Regions from separate parts of the Mus musculus genome. Here all the other regions are linked to region 2. Evidence: chromatin contacts called from public ChIA-PET, Micro-C and promoter capture Hi-C data. All regions are on one chromosome and are shown on one strand. The core of a region is the stretch at or near the end of the contact, and the rest is flanking DNA. Distances in the headings are between cores, read along the strand shown. Region 1 holds the start of Ccdc62 (coiled-coil domain containing 62). Region 2 holds the start of Diablo (diablo, IAP-binding mitochondrial protein). Region 3 holds the start of Hcar2 (hydroxycarboxylic acid receptor 2). Region 4 holds the start of Denr (density-regulated protein). Region 5 holds the start of Wdr66 (WD repeat domain 66).

Region 1 (2,700 bases), core at 43-2,542, 410 kb before region 2:
TTAACCAACCATCAAACCATCTCTCTAACCTCCACAGCCTTTTATGGAAATAACCTTTTGAGACTTAGTCTCACTAAATTGCCTTGCCCAGGGGCTCACTCTGAGTCCTTGAAATTTCCAGACTCCACAATAGCTGGAATTACAGACCTATAGTCGTCATAAGTGCCTGGAGTATAGTAATCACTCAGCATTAGCTATCATTATTATTATTAGTTACAGTTAGACAGGGCCTTGCTATGCAGCCCTGTCAGTTTTGCAAACTGGCCTTGAACTCACAGAACTCAGATGCCAGCCGGGCGTGGTGGCACATGCCTTTAATCCCAGCACTTGGGAGGCAGAGGCAGGTGTCGGATTTCTGAGTTCGAGGCCAGCCTGGTCTACAGAGTGAGTTCCAGGACAGCCAGGGCTATACAGAGAAACCCTGTCTTGAAAAACCAAAAACCAAACCAAACCATACGGTACAGAATTATGTTCTGTTTTTGTGTAGGAAAGGTGGGGACTGAACTCGCCCCATGCGTGCAAGACAACTCTACCACCAAGCTAAGCGTAGCCCCCAAGTTAAAGATATTTAACGTTGGGATATGACGGCTCACACGGATATTCTCAGAACTCAGGAGGCAGGGGGAGTTCAGAGCGATGCCAGCATGGTCTACCCAGGGCGTGGAGGGCACGACAAGTTCATAGGGCAGTCATGTATATGATTTCGGACAGTACTTTGAAAAAGACTTATAATGACTTTCAGTTACTAGTACCTAAATACACACACAAAAGAACTTGGAATTCCAAGTCACAGTACCTGGATTCCAGTCTATTAGGGGTGGCAGCGGGGGGAGGGGGGGACGGGGCTCAGTGGAGGTAACCAGGTAATAAACCCATCATACAAAAAGTGTTCGTGTCACCCTACACTGATACGTTAAGTGCAATCCTTGGGCAAATTCACTTTCGAGACTGTCAATGGGAAGGAAGAAGTCGGTCCACTCGCTAGGCTACTGTTAAATAAGCGAGGGAGGGCAATGTCCCTGCCAACGTTCAACAGCAGCGCTCCGGTGCTCGTGCCTCGTCGCTGGGTCCCAGCTAGGGCCGGCCTCTCGGCGCCCTGTCCCGGGGCGGCGGCGCTCACCTGGCGCCGGTATAAGGTCGCCGAAGGGTTCATGGATGACTCCCCCGCCCCCAGAGAGAGTTGGTGCCAGCAGCGGGTCACCTCCGAGACGCCATAGGCGCACGGCCGCAGCGGCGGGGGCAAAGCCACAGCCCAGGACGGCGCGCCCTCAGAGCTACGCATGCGCGCATGCGCACTCAAACCGCCGGGCCAGCCGGCGGGCCGCACTCGGACGTTGCGCAGGAGTGATGCTCTCGCGAGACTTGCGCCTGTGCTCGCTCGCGGATCAAGAACGTGAACCTATATTCATTCCCACGCCGGAAGCCTTCGGCCCCTCTAAGGTTCCCAGAGCGTCGCAGCGGGAAAGACGAAGTGAATTAAAAGCCGTTTCTAGGTCCCAGTGATCCTGGGTCCCTCCCTGTGGATGTTTAGTCTGAAGAACCGGGCCGGGCTCTCAGCACTGGTCTGAACCAAGATCATTGGAGACAGAGGGTCTGCCAGTCAATCGATCATCGATCTGCTCTTAGTAGTGATGAGAACCGTGACATGTTATTATTTTTTAAAAAGATATTTTAGTAATTATATCATTAATATATATAATATATTTACTATATGTAAGTACACTGTAGCTGTCTCCAGACGCCCCAGAAGAGGGCGTCAGATCTCATTACGGATGGTTGTGAGCCACCACGTGGTTGCTGGGAATTGAACTCAGGACCTTCAGAAGAGCAGTGAGTGCTCTTAACCACTGAGCCATCTCTCCAGCCACATTTACCATAATACTGCTGGATCCCGCGGAGAAACGACGGAGACCTACGGGAATTCTGGGTCTCATTATTTCCATGTTTGTGCATTCCCGCATCAGTGCAACTTCCAGAGTCTCCCTCCAGAGGCCTTCCATCATCACCTTTGAGGCAGGTCCACCACTTATGCCAGAAGGGCTATCCAGCCATCCTCTTCCCAGGCTCTAGGATTTCGGCCTTTCGTTTTATGGTTGTTAGGGAGTCAGAAGGGGGTGGGGGCAAGCAGAATAACCCTGGACCCTAAGAGCTATTTCCACCCAGGCCTGACCACCTGAGAATTATCCTAGGATTCCACAGTGGAAGGAGAGAATTCAAAGTTGTTTTATCTCTGCACACCAACACACACTCACACCAAAATAAATGAACTTAAAATTATATGTGTGCTAGGGATCGAATCTCTGTCACCATCAGGATGCAAACTCTTTACCACATGCTACAGACCTAATAAAAATGTAGCAAATGAGTGGCGCACACCTTTAATCCCGGCACTCAGAAAGCAGAGGCAGGCGGATTTCTGAGTTCAAGGCCAGCCTGGTATCTACAGAGTGAGTTCCAGGACAGCAAGGGCTACACAGAGAAACCCTGTCTCGAAAAACTAAAAAGTAGCAAATGAAAAAGCAAAAAGATTAAAAAACTAGCCAGGTGTTGATCACACCTTAAATCCTTAAATCTCCGGAGTCAGAGGTCCTAGTTCAAGGCCAGCCTGGTCTACAGAGCAAGCTCTAAGACAACCCAAACCCAAAACAAAACAAGATTATGACAATTAGAATTAAAATCAACCTTTAAAACTAGGGGGAA
Region 2 (2,967 bases), core at 361-2,860:
TGGTGAATGTGTAGTGGTTCTGCCAGATCCCAGACTTAACTGGGCTGCTCTCAGTATTAGCAGTATTGGAAGTACAGCCTGTCTGTAGTATTTAGACAAGCAAGACAAGAAGGGGCTTGAAATACCCCCTAGTGTACCACTTGTTCAGCCCATTTGAGTCAGAAGTCCTGGAAACTGCTGATGCCTCATCCTGTAGGCTGTGGAGGTAATGCAGGCAGAGGGCGGGCAGGGCTGTTAATGCCCCGCCTGGTCTGGCATTGCCTGTGCGCAGCTCCCTGGGAGCTCAGAAACCACACAGAGATTGTAATTGGTCGCTAGACCACACCTAGTTGTTGAGTGCTCCAGCTGCCTGAAGACCTCTCAGCTCTGCCCAGATCTCTGGAGTGCGTACAAGTCTACTTTCACCATACCTGAGAGCGGCTGTGGAAGCTGTGGAGGTGGAAGAGTCGTGGAAACTTTGCCAAGTAAGTAAATTGGGAAGAGTGGGAAACTAGAGGCTGCCATTGATGGTAACTGCTAGGCAAGGCAGCAATGAATTTGAGCTAGCTTGTGACTCTTAGCATCTGAGGTGAAATTAGCTAAGGGCAGATGCATAAAGCATATCAAGAAAGATATGAGTGAAATCGAGTTAGTACCCATCACTTGACACCCTTCAATTTTAATCCTGACTGGCTATTAGGCAAGCATACTGGGGGCACACACAAGAAAAAATCCTTAAAATCTATCATCGACAAGGCCAGGGGAATGACGGAGGGAATGAGCAATGTCCTGCTGCTTCCCCTCCACTATGAGACAGGGCCATAGACAGGGCTGCGGCTTGAGTGAAGGGAAAATAAAACTGTCTTCCACTAGCCCATTAGCGGCACCAGCTCCATTAAAAATGCAAGAGATGGTGGGAAGAGAGGGCGGTTGGAGCCTAATACAGAGTCAGGACTGGAAAAGACCAGGCTCCTTCCCTTGTCTGAGTTCAAGTGCCAGTGAGAGTGGGGGGCAACTACTGCTTTAGACTTTCAGTGTAGGGGAGAATAGCACTTTGGGCTTCCTTGGCCTTGGAAGAGTACTGTTCATTGCGTGCAGCCTGTGCGTGCTCAGGCTCCCGGTCTCTGCAGGGCGATGCAGACCTCGTCCACCATCCACGTGCTGCAGTTGCTGCGGGAGCTGCTCGCCTTCGTGCTCCTCAGCTACACTGTGCTCATCGGGGCGCTCCTGCTGGCCGGCTGGACCACCTACTTCTTGGTGCTGAAGTGACAGCGCCCCGGCCCCGCCCTGCTCCGCCCCGCCCCACCGCGCCTCGCCGTGGCTCCGAGCTTCCCCTCCCTGGCCACACAGTCTCCCTTTCCAGGAGCGGCCCCGCCTCGCCTCGCCCCCCAGCCCGCTGCCCGCGTCACGGCGCGCGACCCGGCTTCAGCACCCGTGCACTGGAGCCTGCGGGGACCGGCGACGAAGTCGGAGCGGTTGGAAGCCAGGTGCGACCGTTAGAGCGGTTTCCTGGTGTCCCGGCCCCGCCCACTCCGTTTGTCCAATCGCAACCGCGTCCTCCTCTGGGGGCGTGACCATGAAGCTCCGGGCTCCTTGGGCCCCGCCTCGCTTGCGCTTCTGCTTGCTATGCTGCGTCACTTCCGGCGCGTGCGTCCGGCGTCGGTCCGCCGCGGGATGGCGGCTCTGAGAAGTTGGGTGACTCGGAGCGTCTGCTCTCTGTTCAGGTACGGCCGCGGTAGCAGAGGGCGGGCGGCGGCGGAGAGGAACCGGGAGCGCCGTGCCGGCCAGTGCGTCGGCCCCGGGCCGTGGTGCTGCCGCGTCCCGCCTTCTTCTGAAGTTAGAGGCGGGCCCCCGCCTTCGTCCCTCGTCCTCCATCAGGGACGGGCGCCTGAAAGTGGTTCTCCTCCCACGCATCCCGGGGGCTGGCTTTGGGGGGTCCCCAGGGACACTGAGGGACAGCCGGGCCACGGCGTTGGCTGGCAGCGCATTGTTAGAGAGAGCACGGGTCCCCGTAAACTCGGCCACCGGCGACAGCGGCTCGCTCCCGGGATTTGCTGGAGGCGACCATTGGCGACACCTGGAACCCAGGTCCCGGGGTCTAAAGCTGAATCCTGCGCACTCCGGAGAGTTTTACGTTGGCGTCAAGTTGCTAATCGGCTGCGGCGACTTTGAAACTTCTCCGCCTGGCGGGACGCTTCCACGCGCATTGACCTGTCGCTCGTGGAACTCAGATCGCATGCCCCTGACTCCCGAGTGCCGAGACTTAACTGGCCGTCCTGTGGTTTATTTTCTTAGAAGATTGCGGGCACTTCCTCATTTAGTCTCATTTACTGCTTGGTCCAAAACTCCTGCAGACCACAGAGCCTTTTACAGATTGATTTTGGGCTTTTTAAATTTTGACTTATGTTTCCAGGTACAGACAGCGTTTTCCTGTCTTGGCTAACTCTAAGAAACGCTGTTTCTCAGAATTGATAAAACCATGGCACAAAACTGTGTTGACTGGATTTGGCATGACACTGTGTGCGGTTCCTATTGCTCAGGTAAGGGACTGTCATGTGACTATTATATATAGGGTAAAGGGGCCAGGGAAAGAACGCCCGGACCCTGACTTGCCCCAGAGACTATTTCCAAGTCTTAGTGAACTCCTGAGCATTGGACAAGCTGCCACACTTTCATAGGTACCCCCTTCCATGATGCCATGTACTGTACTAAACCCGCATCTTCCGAGTGGAGCACGTTTCCCATTTTCTCATGTTATAGAAACAGTGTTCTTAACAGATTCTGCCCCCACTCCACCACCCCTGAAACTGAGCATCAGTTGAACTGGGAAGTAGACCGTTATTCTTGTACCAAAATCGAAGGGGCTAAATTTTGCACATGTGCTGCTTAACCTTTGAGGGTCCTGAGGTTAAAAATGCATTGTAAAAGAACTGAAGTGGGGAGGGTAGGCAGAAACGGGAGGAATAGCCATGTGTTTCCCAGCAGCCA
Region 3 (2,902 bases), core at 94-2,593, 340 kb before region 2:
AGACATGGAATTTGGAACACTGGAAACTGCAATGTGGGCACCACCAATCTCAAAGTTGTCATCTTCATTGTCACAGTCTCCATGAAGTATCCTGATCCTATAGGATCCAAGATCAGGTCACCCTGAGTCTAGACTACAAGGTCCGTCAAATGCCATTGAGGATTTGGGTAGGCAGCTAAAGGGACACATTTCCTCTTTTTTTTTTTTTTTTTTTTTTTTTTTGAGACAGTTTCTCTGTCTAGCCCTGGCTGTCTTGGAACTCGATCTGTAGAGCAGGTAAATTCAGAGATCTACCTGCTTTCGCCTGCCGAGTACTGGGATTAAAGGTATGCACCACTACCACCTGGCAAATTTCCAATTTCTAATTTCAAACTCAAAGTAGATAGTCAATGGTAGATACTCTGTAAGATGACACTTAATCACACTTTAAAAAAAAGAGAGAGAAAGGAAATGTTATCTTTCTGCACCCTCTTGAGGCTTGAAATCAGAGCCATTTCTACGAATACCACACATCCAGGCGCTGTGTCTGCAATCCCAGCACTCGGGAAGAAGAAGCAGGAAGATGGAGAAGCCAGCTTGGGAGACGTAACAAGAGGAGACATCTATCTGAGAGGAAGGAAAAAAGGAAAAAGAGCACGGCGCTAGAGAACTGAGTTGGGGGTTAGGAGCACCCGCTGCTCCTGCAGAGGACCTGCATTAAGCTCCCTATCCCCACATTGGGGTGGATGACAACTGTCTTATAACTCTAGCTCCAGGGCATCCAATAGCCTCTGGGGCTGTTGTTGTATGTACATAGCCACATAGACAGGCATGCAAAAATAAAAATAAATCCTAGAAAGAAAACAAGGAGGTGGGGGAGACAGAGACAGACAGACAGACAGACAGAGGAAACCGTATCCACATTACCAATGCATAGTAGAATTTCACACGAACTCTTACTGCTCCTGGAAAGCCTGACTGTTCTTTTAGCACAGTGCATGGTTACTGCCCTTGTTAATTTATTAATTATTGTCAGCTAAGCAAATTGCAGTGAATGGATTCTCCGAGGCCAATCACCTAGCCAGCATGCATGCCTGCAGCCTTCAGAAGGAATGCCCTCAGATCTGACTCGTCCACCTCTGACAGTCGGCTTGCCTAAACTTATCCTTTACGTTTAGAAAAATTTGTGGGTTCCCGTCTGCCCAGGGGACTTTTTTTTTATTACTTGTTTATGCAAACAGTAAGTTGCATAAGAGCCTTGCTAGCCTTTTTTTTTTTTAAATGATTTCGTAGTTTCCTGGTAACCATTCAGTCATCTCTTTCAACACCCTGACATGACATAAAGCCGAGGGCTGAACCACACGTTCACCACACAGACACACACTCGCCTTGAGCCTTCGCTAGGTGAGGCACTCTGAAGCTGGACTGGCCAGATCCACTCATGAGCAAGTCAGACCATTTTCTAGTGATAAACGGCAAGAACTGCTGTGTGTTCCGAGATGAAAACATCGCCAAGGTCTTGCCACCGGTGTTGGGGCTGGAATTTGTGTTCGGACTCCTGGGCAATGGCCTTGCCTTGTGGATTTTCTGTTTCCACCTCAAGTCCTGGAAATCCAGCCGGATTTTCTTGTTCAACTTGGCCGTGGCTGACTTTCTCCTGATCATCTGCCTGCCGTTCCTGACGGACAACTATGTCCATAACTGGGACTGGAGGTTCGGAGGCATCCCCTGCCGTGTGATGCTCTTCATGTTGGCTATGAACCGACAGGGCAGCATCATCTTCCTCACCGTGGTGGCTGTGGACCGCTACTTCCGGGTGGTCCATCCACACCACTTCTTGAACAAGATCTCCAACCGGACGGCGGCCATCATTTCTTGCTTCTTGTGGGGTCTCACCATCGGCCTGACTGTCCACCTCCTCTATACAAACATGATGACCAAAAATGGCGAGGCATATCTGTGTAGCAGCTTCAGCATCTGTTACAACTTCAGGTGGCACGATGCTATGTTCCTCTTGGAATTCTTCTTGCCCCTGGCCATCATCTTGTTCTGCTCAGGCAGGATCATCTGGAGCCTGAGGCAGAGACAGATGGACAGACATGCCAAGATCAAGAGGGCCATCAACTTCATCATGGTGGTGGCTATTGTATTCATCATTTGCTTCCTACCCAGTGTGGCTGTGCGCATCCGCATCTTCTGGCTTCTCTACAAATATAACGTACGCAACTGTGACATCTACTCCTCGGTGGACCTGGCTTTCTTTACCACCCTTAGCTTTACCTACATGAACAGCATGCTGGACCCTGTGGTCTACTATTTCTCCAGCCCATCTTTCCCCAACTTCTTCTCCACGTGTATCAACCGCTGCCTTCGAAAGAAAACATTGGGTGAACCCGATAATAACCGAAGCACTAGTGTGGAGCTCACGGGGGACCCCAGCACAACCAGAAGTATTCCAGGGGCGCTAATGGCTGACCCCAGTGAGCCAGGCAGCCCCCCTTATCTGGCTTCCACATCTCGTTAAGTTACTATGACAAGAAGGGAGATTGCCGCTCAGGCCTGTGCTCTCTGGAGAGGCGATTTGGCCGTTCGTTGAACAGGGTAACATCTTCAGATTTGGCTTACGCTTTCTTGGAACTTCTAGATTCGGAGAATCGAATTTAGAGAAACGGCGTGGTGCAGTGAGCAGTTTTGGTTGCGAGGTGCAGCCATAGAAAATCTCAGAGGAACAGAAAGCAGAGTTTCCAGACAGTGGAAACTTCTCAGCCTTCCAAGCTTACAGGACTGAAGAAGACAGAGTCCTGCAGAGTTTGAGTCCCAGATGCACCCAGACACACCTCAGTTCTGCTCAAAGTCACGGATGGCTCTTCGTCCTAGGGTCCTACCTAGCCTGTCCGTGGGCCCCAGTGAGGACAAGGAGATC
Region 4 (2,714 bases), core at 52-2,551, 380 kb before region 2:
AGGCCCTGCTTCATTTCCTTTAGGATTCTGTACCTTAGCTCTTCCATCCTTCACTATCCCCAAGGCTCCTTAGCTTCCAACAAGCTTTCCTTACAAAGGAACACCAGTCAGGCTGGGATCAGGCTCCTGGTATCTCTCTACTTCAATTGGCCAGGAAACTCCTCCAGGCCAGGACGCAAGACCCAAGTGACCCTGGAAAAGAAGGAGTCATCTACCAACCCATGGGTCCTCACTAGGCTCCCCCCCTCTTCAACTAAGAATCCACCCAACAACCAAGACAGTTGGGGGAGCGAACACGACCAAATGTGAAACTATCAATATCAGGTATAAAAACCAGCGAGCCAGTCGTTCCAACACTTACCTCCACAATAAAGGACTCGAAGAGGGTAATCCGCATCTAACTTGGCACTGTTCTTCGTATCGCCTTTGCAATCCGCCCCGCTGGATTCAGAAATGTCAGTAGCCATCTCACAAACCTGGAAACAAGAATGACACACACGACTTCACTATCTGAGAAGCTCGACCCCCGCCCCCCAAATAAGCAGCCTTGGGGGTGGGGTGCAGTCTTAGCTTCCACTGTGTATCCCCCAAACACCAAAGCTGTTTTGAGTCTATTAAAAGAAGGACACGAAGTCTCATTAGAGTCACTGATGATCAACTGGAGCCTCATCTACCTGCATCCACGGGTTTACAGGGAAGCGAGAATTAAATGGGGCCATGAAGGCTGTGTTGGGGCAGGGGCAAAAAGGGACACCAGAGGAAAAGAGGAAGCAGTAAGGGGGACAGAGTTGGGCTGGTGGCTTCAACAGAGACGGGGCAGGTCTGAGGTTGCTATGGGAGGGATGCAGCCTGCAGTTAAAAGGCTATGGACACCTTGGCACGACAGGGACGAAGTCACTCGAGGTGCCCAGAATGCAAGGTGCGGCGACAGCAAAATCCCGAAAAGAGACCAAGCCAGGGACAAGGACGGCAATGCCACAGCCTGGGGAGGGGAAATCGGGCCAGGCCTGGGGAAAAGGACAGGTAGCCCGCTGGAAGGCTGGGCTAAGGGGGACATCCCGGGGACTCCACAGGAGGCCCCCATGTGGGCGGGCGTGGAGACGCCCGGCCCGGCCCCCTTCCTGCTTTAGGCAGCGCCTGGGCCGCCTCGGCAGCGCCGCCAGCTCCCGGGGAGGCCGCCGCAGCAGCGCGAATGAGAGCGCTCATTACCCAGCCGGTCGCACGGCCCCCGCCGCCTCCGCTCCCGCCAGCTGAAGCGACACATGCAACTCCTCTTCCCGGCCACGGCTGCCCCGAAATTCGCTGCTGGGGCGCGCTCGCGCGAGACAATGAGCCTTTATCGCGATATCCCCGGCCAGCCGCTAGGAGGATGTCGCGAGACGCCACCGTGCCGGGGTGGGCGGGGCCCAAAAAGGGAGGAGCATGCGCCCATGCGTGGAGCCCGGGGGAAGGGGTGTGGGGTGGGGAAACGGGACCGAGTTGCGTAGAGGCGGCCGGACGGTAGGGGGCGCTGGCTATCCATTGGCAAAGGGGGAGCCAGCGGCTCAGGCTGTCCCTGCGCAGTGGGGCGTGGACTGGACTGGCGCAGAGGTTCTTGAGTCACAGGTGACTCTCTATTAATGATGTGGGCAGCCTTGCCCCAGTGTCTGGGCTACATCCTAGTGTCCCGACTAACCACTAACTAGCCTGATGCATAAGTCACCCCACGGCGTAGAGATGGTGGCTGAATGAGACATAGGGTTTTATTTCATTCCGATTCCCTAAATAGGAATTACTCGTGCAAAGGTCATATTAATTACTGTTTGAATTTATTTCATCAGGCTGACGACTGTTCCCATATGCTCCTTTTTGCATATTTCACCTTCTACGTGTTCTATAACGGGGATTTTCCCATCCGGTCTCAGGATTTCTGGTTTTAACCACACGGGTCCTTGTCTAAATTTTGCTTCCTTGTTTTTAGTTTGGGGAAATCCCTTCATCTGCATACTCAGCCCAAGTCCCACTTGTGAAACAGGAATAGCACTGGGACACTTTCGGAGCTCAGAAAGGGCCTGGTAGAAAGACCATTGCGTTTTTGCTTTTAACATCACCTTCATGAACTAAGCTACCCAAATATGGCCCCCCTCCCGGAACTTTCCTTTGGTGCCGGGAATTGAACCCAGGGTTTTGTGAATGCTACAGAAGAGCTCTGCCTTGAGTTACAGGCCCAGCCCTAATCCCAACACTTGGGAGACAGAGGCAGGCCAATGTCTGAGTTTTAGGCCAACCTAGTCTACAAAGTTCAAAGCTGTTGGCCTGTAAGCGTAGGGCATTTGTGTTGAACGTACAAGGCTCTGGGTTTAATCTACAGACTGGAAAAAAAAACCCCACACAGCAAAGATGTACATTTCGCTAAGCATGGTGGGTGATATGCACCTTTAATCCCAACACTCAGGAGGCAGAGGCAGGTGGATTTCTAAGTTTGAGGCCAGCCTGATCTACAGAGCAAGTTCCAGGATAGCCAGAGCTACACAGAGAAACCCTGAAACCCTGTATATATGTGTGTGGGTGTGTGGATGAGTGTTCGTGTGTGTGTGTGTGTGTGTGTGTGTGTGGTGTGTGTGTGTGTGTATGTGTGTGTGGGTGTGGTGTGTGTGTGTGTGTGTGTATGTGGTGTGTGTGTGTATGTGGTGTGTGTGGGTGTGTGTGTGGGTGTGGGTGTGTATGTGTGTGGT
Region 5 (2,700 bases), core at 61-2,560, 270 kb after region 2:
GTGTATTTATGTGGTGTGTGTGTGTGTTGTGCAGGTGCTCAAGGAGTCCAGAAGAGGACATTGAATTAATTCCCTGGATCTAAAGTTATAAGGCATTTCATCATGGGTGCTGGGAACCCAAAATTCAGCCCTCAGTAAGAACAGCTAGGGCTCTTAATGGCCTGGCTGTTTCTCCAACCTCGGGACTGTCTCACTTTGGTTTTGTACTCCCACAGCCTGGCACATGCCAAGCACCAAGCGACAGACAATTCAGTGTAAATGGGTGGACAAGCTTCGGGGAGGACTCACCAGGGAGGATGATTCTGAGTAAGTGGGTGGATGAGCTTGGGGAGGACTCACCAGGGAGGAGCTTGACCTGGGTGGCTCATGGCTGATGACAATATTGTCCACCAGGGCTGTTTTGTTTTGCTTCTCTTTCTTTTCCTCCTTGGCTCGTCCAGCTTTTGTCTCAGTTGTCTCAGTATCTTCCTCCTCCTCCTCCTCCTCCCGCTCCACACTCTTCTCTTTCTCTTCCTCTTCTCTTCCCTCCTCCCTTTCCCCCTCATGTTCCGCCTCTTCCTTCTCCTGGCCCTCTTCCTCACCTCCCCTTTCCTTACTTCTCTCGCTCTCCTCACTTTTTTCCTCTTCACCGCTCTTCTCTTCCTCCCATCCCTCTTCCTCTTCCCTTCCTCTCACTTCACTTTCTTCCTCCCCTCTCACTTCCTCTCCCTCTCTCTGCTCCTCCTTCTCCACCCACTCCTCCAGCCCCTCTCCATCCTCCTGAGACTCCTCCCATGACAGTGAGCCCTCAGTTAGGCTCTGCTGCAGAGCATCTTCTTCAAAACTTGGATTATATTCCTCCTTCTCCTCCTCCTCCTCCTCCTCCTCCTCCTTCTCCTCCTCCTTCTCCTCCTCCTCCTTCTCCTCCTCCTCCTCCTCCTTCCCCTCCTCCTCCTCCTCCTTCCCCTTCCCCTCCTCTTCCTCCTCCTCCTCCTTCTCCTTCTCCTCCTCCTTCTCCTCCTCCTCCTTCTCCTCCTCCTTCTCCTCCTCCTTCCCCTTCCCCTCCTCTTCCTCCTCCTCCTCTTCCTCCTTCTTCCCCTTCTCCTCCTCTTCCTCCTTCTTCTCCTCCTCCTTCCCCTCCTCCTTCTCCTCCTCCTTCTCCTCCTCCTTCCCCTTCTCCTCCTCTTCCTCCTCCTCCTTCTCCTTCTCCCCCTCCTCTTCCTCCTCTTCCTCCTCCTTCTTCTCCTCCTTCTCCTCCTCCATCTCTCCACTTTCTCTTGATTCTTCTAGGGGGTTTTCTTCTGTATCTGACATTTCTTCTGTAGTTTCCGCTACAGAAATTTTAACGTAGATTCAGCAGGTCCCTCTATTTCCTGTGCCGGCTTCCTGAGGTGCTAACACGTCGAAATGGGCAGAAGCAGCTCTGGTCCCTTCCTGTGGGAAGAAAAGAATGGCAGCTTCTTGGGAAAGCCCAGCTCAAGTCTCAGAAATCTTTAAAATATTGACTTCCAGGGCCTCCCATCTTTCTAGGACTGATCTTAGAGTCTTCTCACTTTAAATAATTCATATTCCCACAGGCAACAAAATGCATAAGGCAAGCATTTGCAAAACCCTGCTGGGAGGAAGAAGAGAGGGAGATGGGCTGATGACTGAAGTGTAAGCTTGCCAGCTAAAGGTTCCCTCCTCTCCAACTTCCGCTAGCCTCGTTCTGTGACTAGACGCAAGCCATTTTACCCTTTCTTCAAATTTGCTCACAGGCAAAAAAATAAAAATGATAATCCTACATTCTCACATGATTTGCAGACTGGGGCAATACATGTCAAATGCTCAACACAGGTTCACCCAAAGTGTTTGCCAAAAAAAAAAAAAAAAAAAAAGCAGGGTGGGGGATATCAGGTACTATGGGGATAAAAGCAATAGTTTTCTGCAAAGAACCTGAGAGTTTTAAAGACCTCTGGGGCAGGTGAGACCCTAAGTCTAAGGTAGACAGAGCCCCCTCCTCTGGGAAACACATGGCCAGAAGAGAAAACTAACTCCCAAATCAACACATTCAACATGGTATGTGCAAAGAAAGAAAGAAAGAAAGAAAGAAAGAAAGAAAGAAAGAAAGAAAGAAAGAAAGAAAGAAAGAAAGAAAGAAAGAAAGTTAATTCTGGGCTGGAGAGATGGCTCAGTGATTAAGAGCACTCTGGCTGCCCTTTCAGAAGACCCAGGTTTGACTCCCAGCCATGACACGATCGCTCAGAACCATAAGTAACTTGAGTTTCAGGGGATCTGACACCCTCTTCTGTATTCTGCGGGAACTTCATAGGTGGTACACATACATACATGCAGACAAAACAGTCTCACACATAAAATCATTTTTTAAAAAAATTTAATTCCTCTGATACATTCTCTCATTTTGCACCTACATGAAGCAAGAGTTTGGGAGCAGGGGGCTAGGCCCATGTCTGTAATACTGCGATTCAGGAGGTAGAGACAGGAGGATCACTCGAGTTCTTAGGCCAGCACAATCTTTCTAAAAAAAGAAAGAAAGAAAGAAGGAAGGAAGGAAGGAAGGAAAGGAAAAGGAAAAGGAAAAGGAAAAGGAAAAGGAAAAGGAAAAGGAAAAGGAAAAGGAAAAGGAAAAGGAAAAGGAAAAGGAAAAGGAAATGAAAAAGTTTGTGGCCCTGGGAGGCACGACTTACGACAGAGCTAGAATTTAGTTCTTTTGTTTGAAAA

The links. A called contact is a pair of places that touch in the nucleus more often than the background predicts. ChIA-PET counts read pairs in DNA pulled down with a chosen protein or histone mark. Capture Hi-C pulls out chosen DNA fragments and counts their contacts.
Region 1: an RNA polymerase II ChIA-PET map of memory CD8 T cells shows a contact between it and region 2, with 6 read pairs. The contact joins the promoter of Ccdc62 here to the promoter of Diablo in region 2. A contact is called at or near these places in 2 of 39 promoter capture datasets (embryonic stem cells and neutrophils) and 1 of 115 datasets of contacts at active chromatin or transcription factors (memory CD8 T cells).
Region 3: a promoter capture Hi-C map of pancreatic islet shows a contact between it and region 2. The contact joins the promoter of Hcar2 here to the promoter of Diablo in region 2. A contact is called at or near these places in 2 of 39 promoter capture datasets (the HPC-7 cell line and hematopoietic stem and progenitor cells) and 1 of 9 other capture datasets (pancreatic islet).
Region 4: a Micro-C map of embryonic stem cells shows a contact between it and region 2, with 3 times the contacts expected there. The contact joins the promoter of Denr here to the promoter of Diablo in region 2. A contact is called at or near these places in 13 of 39 promoter capture datasets (the 3T3-L1 cell line, the HPC-7 cell line, cranial neural crest and 8 more), 1 of 15 datasets of contacts at CTCF or cohesin (embryonic stem cells), 7 of 484 Hi-C or Micro-C datasets (B cells, CD4 T cells, cerebral cortex and 2 more), 3 of 115 datasets of contacts at active chromatin or transcription factors (T-cell acute lymphoblastic leukemia, memory CD8 T cells and stem cell-derived neural progenitor cells) and 1 of 9 other capture datasets (liver).
Region 5: a contact with region 2 is called in a Micro-C map of embryonic stem cells, with 2.6 times the contacts expected there. The contact joins the promoter of Wdr66 here to the promoter of Diablo in region 2. A contact is called at or near these places in 9 of 39 promoter capture datasets (the 3T3-L1 cell line, 3T3-L1-derived adipocytes, the HPC-7 cell line and 6 more), 2 of 484 Hi-C or Micro-C datasets (embryonic fibroblasts and embryonic stem cells), 4 of 115 datasets of contacts at active chromatin or transcription factors (embryonic forebrain, embryonic stem cells and neural tube) and 3 of 9 other capture datasets (adipose tissue, liver and pancreatic islet).

What each region holds. Positions count from the first base shown.
Region 1 is chr5:123,929,281-123,931,980 of GRCm38.p6, reverse strand. It overlaps Ccdc62 (coiled-coil domain containing 62), which reads right to left and starts at 1,292. Exons shown (of 13, transcript NM_001134767.1): 1 at 1,121-1,292. The coding sequence starts at 1,282.
Region 2 is chr5:123,522,807-123,525,773 of GRCm38.p6, reverse strand. Diablo (diablo, IAP-binding mitochondrial protein) reads left to right here and starts at 1,610. Exons shown (of 6, transcript NM_023232.3): 1 at 1,610-1,703; 2 at 2,393-2,519. The coding sequence starts at 1,654.
Region 3 is chr5:123,863,957-123,866,858 of GRCm38.p6, reverse strand. It overlaps Hcar2 (hydroxycarboxylic acid receptor 2), which reads left to right and starts at 1,343. Exons shown (of 1, transcript NM_030701.3): 1 at 1,343-2,902. The coding sequence starts at 1,421. The coding sequence ends at 2,503.
Region 4 is chr5:123,905,862-123,908,575 of GRCm38.p6, reverse strand. It overlaps Denr (density-regulated protein), which reads right to left and starts at 1,301. Exons shown (of 8, transcript NM_026603.4): 1 at 1,210-1,301; 2 at 362-476. The coding sequence starts at 467.
Region 5 is chr5:123,252,398-123,255,097 of GRCm38.p6, reverse strand. Wdr66 (WD repeat domain 66) reads right to left here and starts at 1,310. Exons shown (of 21, transcript NM_001370840.1): 1 at 340-1,310. The coding sequence starts at 1,293.